Regions from separate parts of the Sus scrofa genome. Here region 1 is linked to region 2. Evidence: chromatin contacts called from public promoter capture Hi-C data. All regions are on one chromosome and are shown on one strand. The core of a region is the stretch at or near the end of the contact, and the rest is flanking DNA. Distances in the headings are between cores, read along the strand shown. Region 1 holds the start of UBP1 (upstream-binding protein 1). Region 2 holds the start of CNOT10 (CCR4-NOT transcription complex subunit 10).

Region 1 (4,284 bases), core at 316-2,815, 630 kb before region 2:
CCCGCCTTGCCATAAGCTGTGGTGTAGGTTGCAGAGGTGGTTGGGATACCAAGTTGCTGTGGCTCTGGTATAGGCCGGTGGCTACAGCTCGATTAGACTCCTAGCCTGGGAACCTCCATATGCCACAGGAGCCGCCCTAGAGAAGGCAAAAAGACAAAAAAAAAAAAAAAAAAAAAAAAAAAAAAGATGGTAAGGCACACTTTATTTAGGACCATTCCTACAGGTACAGAGAGCACTGCAGTGGGATTTGCAGTGGGGGAGACTGGACTCAATCCCAAATAAAGCATGGTAAAGGGAATAGGGAGGGCGTCAGCAGATGGAAAATTACTAAGAGAAACAACAGGGTAGTGGTGTTTTTTGTTAAACCCAAGTAACAAGATTTTTTTGTTGAAGGCAAGCCAGGATGATCAGACATCACCTGGGGGATGGTGAAGGCTAAGAACCTGATCAGATATGCAAATAGAGTGTACCTACACTTTCTTGCTAAAATTGAATTTTACAAAGTAAGGGCTCAGATAGGACTAGGAGAAGATCAAGAGCTTGACTAAAGTTTGGTCAAGCAAAGAATCTTTGTCCTAAAAACCCAGCAGCTTCTACTGCCCGTCTTTTGAGACACTTGATTTTGGAGCCCAGCTGCCACGCTATGAAGGAAGTCAAGACCTCGTGGAAAGGCCTGTGTAGGCTTTCCAACAGGCCCAAGTGGGGTCCCAGTCCACAGCCAGCATCCAATAAGCTTGAGTATCGAAGTCTTGACAAGACTTTAGCCTCAGCCACCTGACCGCACTCACAGGAGAGACCCTGGGTGAGAATCGCCTAAGCCCAGGGAACCCCAGAATCCTGAACAGCAACAACAGCACAACTGCCCACTGTTCCTGCTACTGAACGCCCGCTTTAACTAGCCTAACTGCTCAGGGCAATAAGCTGTTGAAGGAACTTTCCGGAGCCCTTTCTAGGGAGCATTGATTGGCTTGCTTTCAGGTCAGTCAAGACTTTTTGCCCAATAAGTCTCTTAGTTCCCAAGACAGGGTGTGAGTCTATTGGCTAAACTCACAACTGCTTTCTCCATCTATAGCGTGGGCAAAACCCCAGAAACTACCCACAAAGACCACACGGGATCAAAGCACCTTCACAAGTATGGAGGCTTCCTCCAGTTCAACTCAATGAACTCTTTCTTTTGACAGCAAATTTGGTCCTTGAGCCCGCCCAGGAGGAAGAAGAATTTGATTGGTTTTTTAGTACAGGGCAGAGACTCACGGGAGCCTAGACCAGGCACCTGCCATTATTGTTCAGTTCGCCTGTCAGTCAGCCCGCTTTTCTGGATGGGCGGAAACGGCCGGCCCTTTTGGCCCCGCCTCTTCCTGGGGGTGGTGTGCAGGGAGGCCGCCCGGCCGCGGGGGCTGGGAACCTGCGGCGTGGGCGGGGCCGTGCTGCGCGGCGCGACAGTTCCTCCACCGCTAAGCTCCGGGAGTGCCGCGAAATCCCCGGCGGTGCGGGGCGGGCCTGAGCCCCGGGCGAGCGCGGGGGCGGGGGCGCGGCCGGGGTGGGGCCGGAGGAGGCGGAAGCGGGGAGCGAGCTCCAGCCGGAGCCATAGCGAAGCCAGCATCTGGGCCGACGGAGCGGCGTCGGCGGGGTTGGCCGGGGCGGCGGGACGCTAGAGCCTGGGCGGGCGGGCCGAGGGTCGAGGCCGGGGGTCGGGTGACGGGCGGGCTGAGCTCCCGCCCCCGCGCGGTCCAGGGGAGGATGCGGCCAGGGGCCTCGGGGCGGGGCGGGCGGCGGCGTTGGCAGCGCTAGCGGCGCAGGGGGTGGGCGGCGGCGGCATGAGGCGCGGGGCCGGCGCCCGCGGGAGGGAGGCGCTGCCGGCGGCCCGGCCGCTCCCGCTGCAGCTGCTCGCCGGGCTCGCCGCTCCCTGCCCGCGGGGCCCCGGCTGCTCTTGTTCCGGACGCTGCCCGGGTCGCCGCTGGTGACCATTCGCCGCGCCGCCGGAGGCTTCACCCGCGCCCTCCCCCAGGACGCGCCCGCGGAGCTCCGGCCTCTTCGCCCCGCTTGCGGAGGCCGCGCTGCGCGCCGGGCGGCGGCGAGGCCGGAAGATGGCCTGGGTGCTCAAGATGGACGAGGTGATCGAGTCTGGGCTGGTGCACGACTTCGACGCCAGCCTCTCGGGCATCGGGCAGGAGCTGGGCGCCGGCGCCTACAGCATGAGGTACTCGTGCGCGGTCGGGCTAAGCCACTGTCTCCTTGGGAAAGGCCTTCACGACCCTGGGCCTCTGTCCGGCGCCATGGAGCACCGCGGGCCTCTGCCCTCCGCGGTGCCGGGGGACTGAGGGCGGCATTTTTGGTATAAAATACGCCCCGCGTTGGGGTGGCTTGAGTAGGGGGGAAGGGGCTTCCTTCCCTTGCAAGTGATTTACAAGCCACTTAGAGCTGGAATACGGTGCACGAAATGGTAGGATTTCTATTGGGAATACACTCTCCGAGGTTTTGCTGTCAGTTGCTACTCGGTTTTACATTGTAGTCTTCTCTGGTGGCAAGTTTAATCATTTGATATTCCAGTAGTAATTATATCGTTTGTGGAAGTAGCCACGGGGGAGAAGAGCACATTAATTTAGTTATGTTTTTTGATTGTCTCAAACTTGAAGTTTTTCATGGGGGGAACTACCCTCTTAGGCTGTTTTCTTTTGAAAAAGGCTTTAAGATGCAGTGATCGCACCACAAACGAGAGTTTGTTTAGTCTCTGCTGTTTGTACAGGGAGCCATTCATTTTGTTTAATTTTAAGAGTTGAAATAGATCAGAGCTTAGTCTCTTGCCTTTATCCTGAAGAATACGTTTTTTTCCTCTTCCTATCAGTTGGCAGCCCTGTATTTCTTATCTTTTAGCAACTTTATGAAATATAGTTTATATGCTATGCGTTCACCGATTAAAGTGTAAAATTCAGTGGTTTGACAGCTTTTCGTTAATGCGAATTTAGTGAGATTTTCCGAATACGTTCTTTAAAGTAGTGCCTGATGTCTTTGAAGTGCTGTCCACTTTCCCAGTAGCTTTTATACATCTCACTGCAGCTCTGGTCGAGAACAGGGAGCATGAAAGTCGTGAAGAAAAAAGACTTCTGGGTCAGAGCAGGCCTGGGATGATAGGAACTGCTCCCTGAAATAATTGAGTTTTTAAATCTTAAAGGGAAACTGAGCTTGAAAGGTGGAGATTTTCTTGGGGTGCGAAAGTGCATGAAGGAAAGCCTTAGGTCACTCCTTCTGACTTGATTGGGTCTGTGCTGATCTTTCTGAACTTGGCACTTCTCTCTGCACTTGTGCAGCTTGAGGGTTCTGGATGAGGTGGCTTATTTTTCTAGAACAACTGTCTCAGTTGTTGAGGAAATTGAGCTACTGAAAGTCATAGGGTCATCCCAGTTGGCAGCGCTAGAGGCACTGGTTTCCTAGTAAAAACACCTCTGGGCCCCTTGTGCTATGCTGCTCCTGAAAACCTTGAACTTGCAGTCAAGGCAGAAGTGAGGCACATTCAGTATTTCTTGATTATGGTAAATTGAAAGTTTGCTGCTGAAAACTTTGCTTGTTGAGGGTTATTTTGAACTTTTCCTTTTTTCCTGGAGTTCTGTTTGTTGCAATGATTCAGCCAACTAATGAACTTTTACGGTTTATTCTGTGAAAAAGAAATAAAATCTTGATAGTAAGCCCTTTCACTACTTGGTTCTTAACATTTGACATCTTTGTAACTGTGTCTTTTACAACACTTTCCGTATGGAAACTTTTTCCATTGATTGTTTTTAGTTACTTGGTTATTTGGCTTGTGTTATTTAATCTGGATTTTCAAGTATCTTTGAAGGCAGATATTTTCAAGGAGTTGAAAATATTAAATATGAAAAAATATGATTTTTTCATATTTAACTGGGTCCTCCAAGACTCAGAGTACTTGCTTCTTGCAAATTCAAGGGCCTTTATTTGAAATTCAAATTTAGGAAAATTCCATAATTGACTCCCATCAAGAAAGGGTCTGAAGAGGGCTTTAGACTGTTACAGGCCTCTTTTGCTGGCCCTTAGCTTCCCTTGCCTGCCGCTGGAGCTGGAGAGGGCCCAGCCTCTCTTTTGTGCAAGGGCAGTCAGGAGCTCTAGGAAAGTAAGTCTAGTGATTCTTATCTTTGGATTTTGTTTATTCTCTCAAGTTCAAGAAGTATGTGCGAGGTGCTAAATTTGATTATTGGAAAAAATGACTTTTTTTTTTTTGTATTTTTTAGGGCCATACCCACAGCATATGGAGGTTCCCAGGCTAGGGGT
Region 2 (4,510 bases), core at 1,388-3,887:
GGACCCCATTTCTTTCCTTTTCAGCCATGTTCATGGCATGACGAAATTCCCAGGCCAGGGACTGAACGAGCACCACAGAAGCCACCAGAGCCATAGAAATGACAAGTGGATCCTTAATCCACTGAGCCACCCAGGAACTCCATGGACCCCCATTTCACAAATGAAGAAACTGTGGCTCAACTGAGAACCTTTCCCAAGGAGCAAGGCTTTGCGCTCACCAAGCAGTCACAATTTTACTCACTAAACAATCCTCATACCTGCCTCTCCTCTCCATCTACCACTATCATAAAGTAAAAAGGAAACATCTCTTAAAGCCAGAACCGAAGTTGATCTCAACTAACCCTTTACCAACACTGTATGATAGATAATATCATTCTCCAGGCAGGAAAGCAGAGGCTTAAATAAAGTTCCTTTTTTGTTGTTGGGTTTTTTTTTTTTTTTTTGTCTTTTTTTTTTTTTTTTTTTTTTGCCTTTTCTAGGGCCGCTCCCGCAGCATATGGAGATTCCCAGGCTAGGGGTCTAATTGAAGCTGTAGCTGCCGGCCTACGCCAGGACCACAGCAATGAGGGATCCGAGCCATGTCTGCAACCTACACCACAGCTCACGGCAACACCGGATCGTTAACCCACTGAGCAAGGCCAAGGATCCAACTCGCAACCTCATGGTTCCTAGTCAGATTCTTTAACCACTGCGCCATGACGGGAACTCCTAAATAAAGTTTCTTAAAACTTGCCCATGGTCACACAAATACCATATGGTACAACTAGGCTGAACCTAGGCTTCCCGATTTCATTTTTATTATTTTTTTGCTTTTTAGGGCCAAACCCACAGCATGTGGAAGTTCCCAGGCTAGAGGCTGAATCAGAGCTACAGCTGCTGGCCTACGCCACAGCCACAGCAATGCTGGATCCTTATCCCACTGAGCGAGGCCGGGGATCAAACCCACATCCTCATGGTTCCTAGTCCGGTTCATTAGCCACTGAGCCACTAAGGGAACTCCTAGGCTGCCTCATTTCAAACTTCCTCCTCCTCCTACCTCTTCATCACTTATCACTTGGCTCAGTTAAAACATGAAGCAGCTCACAGGACACCACTGCTGACATCTCTCAATGGCTCCCCATAAGTTAGAGCGAAATTTCACCTTCTTCCATGGCCCACAAAGACTGACAGAAGCTGTCCCCCACCCCCTAACTCTGACTTTGCCTCTTGCCTCACCTCCTCTGCTCACTATGCTATAAAATACGCTGAGTGCTCTGATACGCCAGCAGTTGGTCCAGGTGCTGGAAACGGCACACAACCCCAACACAGACAAAAGTGCCTGTCCTCAAGGTGCTTATGCTCCCAGGTCTTCCTGCTGTACATTTTCCAAGGGGTCTGTACAGCTGCTGCTCCACCTATCTGCATCATTCTTGCTTCCTGTGGCTGGCTCTTTAGTCTTTGTTCAAATGTCACCTCTTAGAGAGCCTTTCCATATCTGATCCACTCTCAGTTATTGAGATCAAGACATACTAAAACACACACTACATTTGAGATTTCCTTTTTTCTTTTTTAAATTAATTTTAGTTTTAAAAATAATTTTACTGTGAAAAATCTTAAGTGTTGACTGCTTCTAAGTCCTGTCATTTAAATTCCAACAAAACCTGGATGGATGCCACAGAGAACATTATTTTCTTACAGGAAACATAGGCCAGACCATCCCAAAAGTAGGCAGGAAAGCATTTTATATTCTTCAAAGGAGAAGATTTTTAGGAAGGGGGTAGTAATCCATAAAGAAAATCGTCACGATAAATTAGTCTTGAGGAACTAGGGGAAAACAGGTTCCACACGCAAGATATTAAAAAGCAGAGTCTGAAGTGAGACACAATAAAGTTATTCCCATTTAAATAAATGGTTTTCATAAAGCTAATTATATACGACGTGGCCGACCAGAGGCAAGCTGATGTCGCCGTGACCAGCCAGGGAAGTCCTGGCCGGAGCCAGGGGAAATCAAGGTAGCTCTTTTTCCAGGGTGAACTTTCCTTGCTCTGCTTTCCCCAAAGGGAAGTCAGAAAATCTGTGAAGCGGCCACATAGGTTTAAGCTTTTTAAACCAGAGCTATTCCGGAGAGCGGGGCAAAGGAGGGCAGAAGTAGCTTCACGCCACACTTGGTAAGAAACTATCTGACATCGGGCCCAAAGACTCACATTAGCCCCTCAGAGGGAGAGGATGGGGAGAGAAATGGCACGCCCCAATTAGAGTCACCCTAGAGTCCCCAACCTCCAGTCCCCAACCGGAGCTCCTCCGCCGAAGCGCAGGGTCTGCCTGCTCCCGCGTGTCCCGTTTCGACCCTGATCGCTGGGCGCGGGCACCTCACCTGAGGGCTTGTCTGCAGCCATCTTCCCGCCTCGGCTCAGGTTCTTCCCCGCAGGTGGCGTGGCCTCCACTCCAGCTGCCCGGCCGACCGCTGTCCTGGACCTCGGAGGAAAAGTCTGCACCCACTCCCCGGGTTCCGGTCTGTGGAGTGGGCAGACGGCGGGCTGAGGAAGTGACGAAGGCTAGCTCGCGTAGTCTAGCAACAGCAGCAGCGTCTCCGCCAGGGCGGTGCCACCGCCTCCAGCCATGCCCGGCTTCCGCCTCGCCGAGTCCCCTGACACACTACTTCCGGGGGCCGCAGCCGGCGTGGGAACTGCGGCTGGTCCCGCCCCACGCTGGCGTCCCCGGCGCCCCGCCCCCCGCAGCGTGAGCGCGCGCTCCCGTCCGGAAGTACGCTCAACCGCACCTCTGGGAGAAAGCTGTGCGCTAGTGTTTGTGCTTGTCCTGGTTAGACTTCGTAAGTATCAGCCCTTTTGTCCCTCATTTTACGGAAAACCACATAACTGCACTTGACATCTAAGCTTAAGGCTAAGCTTAGCTAAGCTTAAGGCTTGCACTTGGCTTGTATACTCATTGATTTCTCACAGATCTCTGAGAAGGCACTGTTGCCCTTTCCCTTCCCCATTTAAAGTCAAAACAAAACATTTTGTTTTAGAAGTTTTAGATGTATATAAAATTGCAGAAATGATACATGGAGCTCTTGTGAGCGTTTTGAGTATTATTAAGTCACTACGACACATCTGTCACATCTAAGAAACCACCATTAGCATATTACTATTAATTTTTTTTTCAACTTCACCAGTTTTCTTTCTTTCTTTTTTTTTTTTTTTTTGGTCTTTTTGCCTTTTCTAGGGCCACTCCCTCGGCATATGGGGGTTCCCAGGCTAGGGGTCTAATGGCCTACAGCAGAGCCACAGCAATGTGGGATCCGAGCCGCGTCTGGAACTTACACCACAGCTCACAGCAACGCGGGATCGTTAACCACTGAGCAAGGCCAGGGATCGAACCCTCAACCTCATGGTTCCTAGTCGGATTCGTTAACCATTGAGCCACGACAGGGACTCCCATTCACCAGTTTTCAGTTACGGTCCCCTTTCTGTTCCAGGATCTTTTCCAGGATACCACATTAAATTTATTCATGTCTCCATAAGCTATTCTTTTTTTCCTTTTTACATCCACATCTGCAGCATATGGAAATCCCTGGGCTAGGGGTCTAAATGGAGCTGCAGCTGCAGGCTTACACCACAGCCAGGGCAGTGACAGATCTGAGCCACAAGGATCTGAGCCCCATCTGTGACCTACACCACAACTTGTGGCCAAGCCAGATCCTTAACCCACAGGGAAGGGCCTGGGAAGGAAGCTACATCCTCATGGACACTATGTCAGGTTCTTTACCTGCTGGGCCACTATGGGAATTCTTTCTCAGGCTATTCTTGGCTGTTATTGCTTCTCAGATTTTCCTTATTCTTTTTTTTTTTTGTGTGTGTGTGTTCTTCTAGGGCTGCACCTGTGACATATGCAGGTTCCCAGGCTATGGGTCTAATCAGAGCTGTAGCCACCACCCTATGCCAGAGCCACAGCAACTCAGGATCCAAGCCTCATCTGTGACCTACACAGCTCACGGCAACGCCGGATCCTTAACCCACTGATCGAGGCCAGGGATTGAACCCACAACCTCATGGTTCCTAATCAGATTTGTTAACCACTGAGCCAGGATGGGAATTCCAGATTTTCCTTGTTCTTGATGACGTTGACAGCTTTGAAGAGTACCAGTCAAGGTTTTTGAAGAATGGGTTAATTGTTTTTTTGTTTTTGTCCTCTTAAGGCCACAGTCATAGCATTATGGAGGTTCCCAGGCTAGGAGTCAAATTGAACTTGTAGCTGCTGGCCTACACCACAGCCACAGCAACACCGGATCCTTAACCCACTGAGCAAGGCCAGGGATTGAACCTGTGTCCTCACAGATACTCGTCAGATTCATTTCTGCTGAGCCATGACAGGAACTCCATCCACTGTTTTTTATTTCATGGTTAGACTAGGGTTATAGATTTTTAGCAGAAACACCACAGGGTGACTTGCCATTCTCATTGCATCAAATTGAGACTAGGCACTATCACAATGACTTGGTGATGTTGACCTTGATCCCCTGGCTTAGGTA

Evidence for each region. Promoter capture Hi-C pulls out the DNA fragments that hold promoters and counts their contacts.
Region 1: a promoter capture Hi-C map of liver shows a contact between it and region 2, with 2.6 times the contacts expected there. The contact joins the promoter of UBP1 here to the promoter of CNOT10 in region 2. A contact is called at or near these places in 1 of 5 promoter capture datasets (liver) and 1 of 2 datasets of contacts at active chromatin or transcription factors (alveolar macrophages).

The regions. Positions count from the first base shown.
Region 1 is chr13:19,273,673-19,277,956 of Sscrofa11.1, reverse strand. UBP1 (upstream-binding protein 1) reads left to right here and starts at 1,565. Exons shown (of 15, transcript XM_021071558.1): 1 at 1,565-2,200. The coding sequence starts at 2,088.
Region 2 is chr13:18,647,852-18,652,361 of Sscrofa11.1, reverse strand. CNOT10 (CCR4-NOT transcription complex subunit 10) reads right to left here and starts at 2,637. Exons shown (of 17, transcript XM_021071550.1): 1 at 2,354-2,637. It overlaps LOC110256561 (a long non-coding RNA gene), which reads left to right and starts at 2,722. Exons shown (of 4, transcript XR_002338194.1): 1 at 2,722-2,809.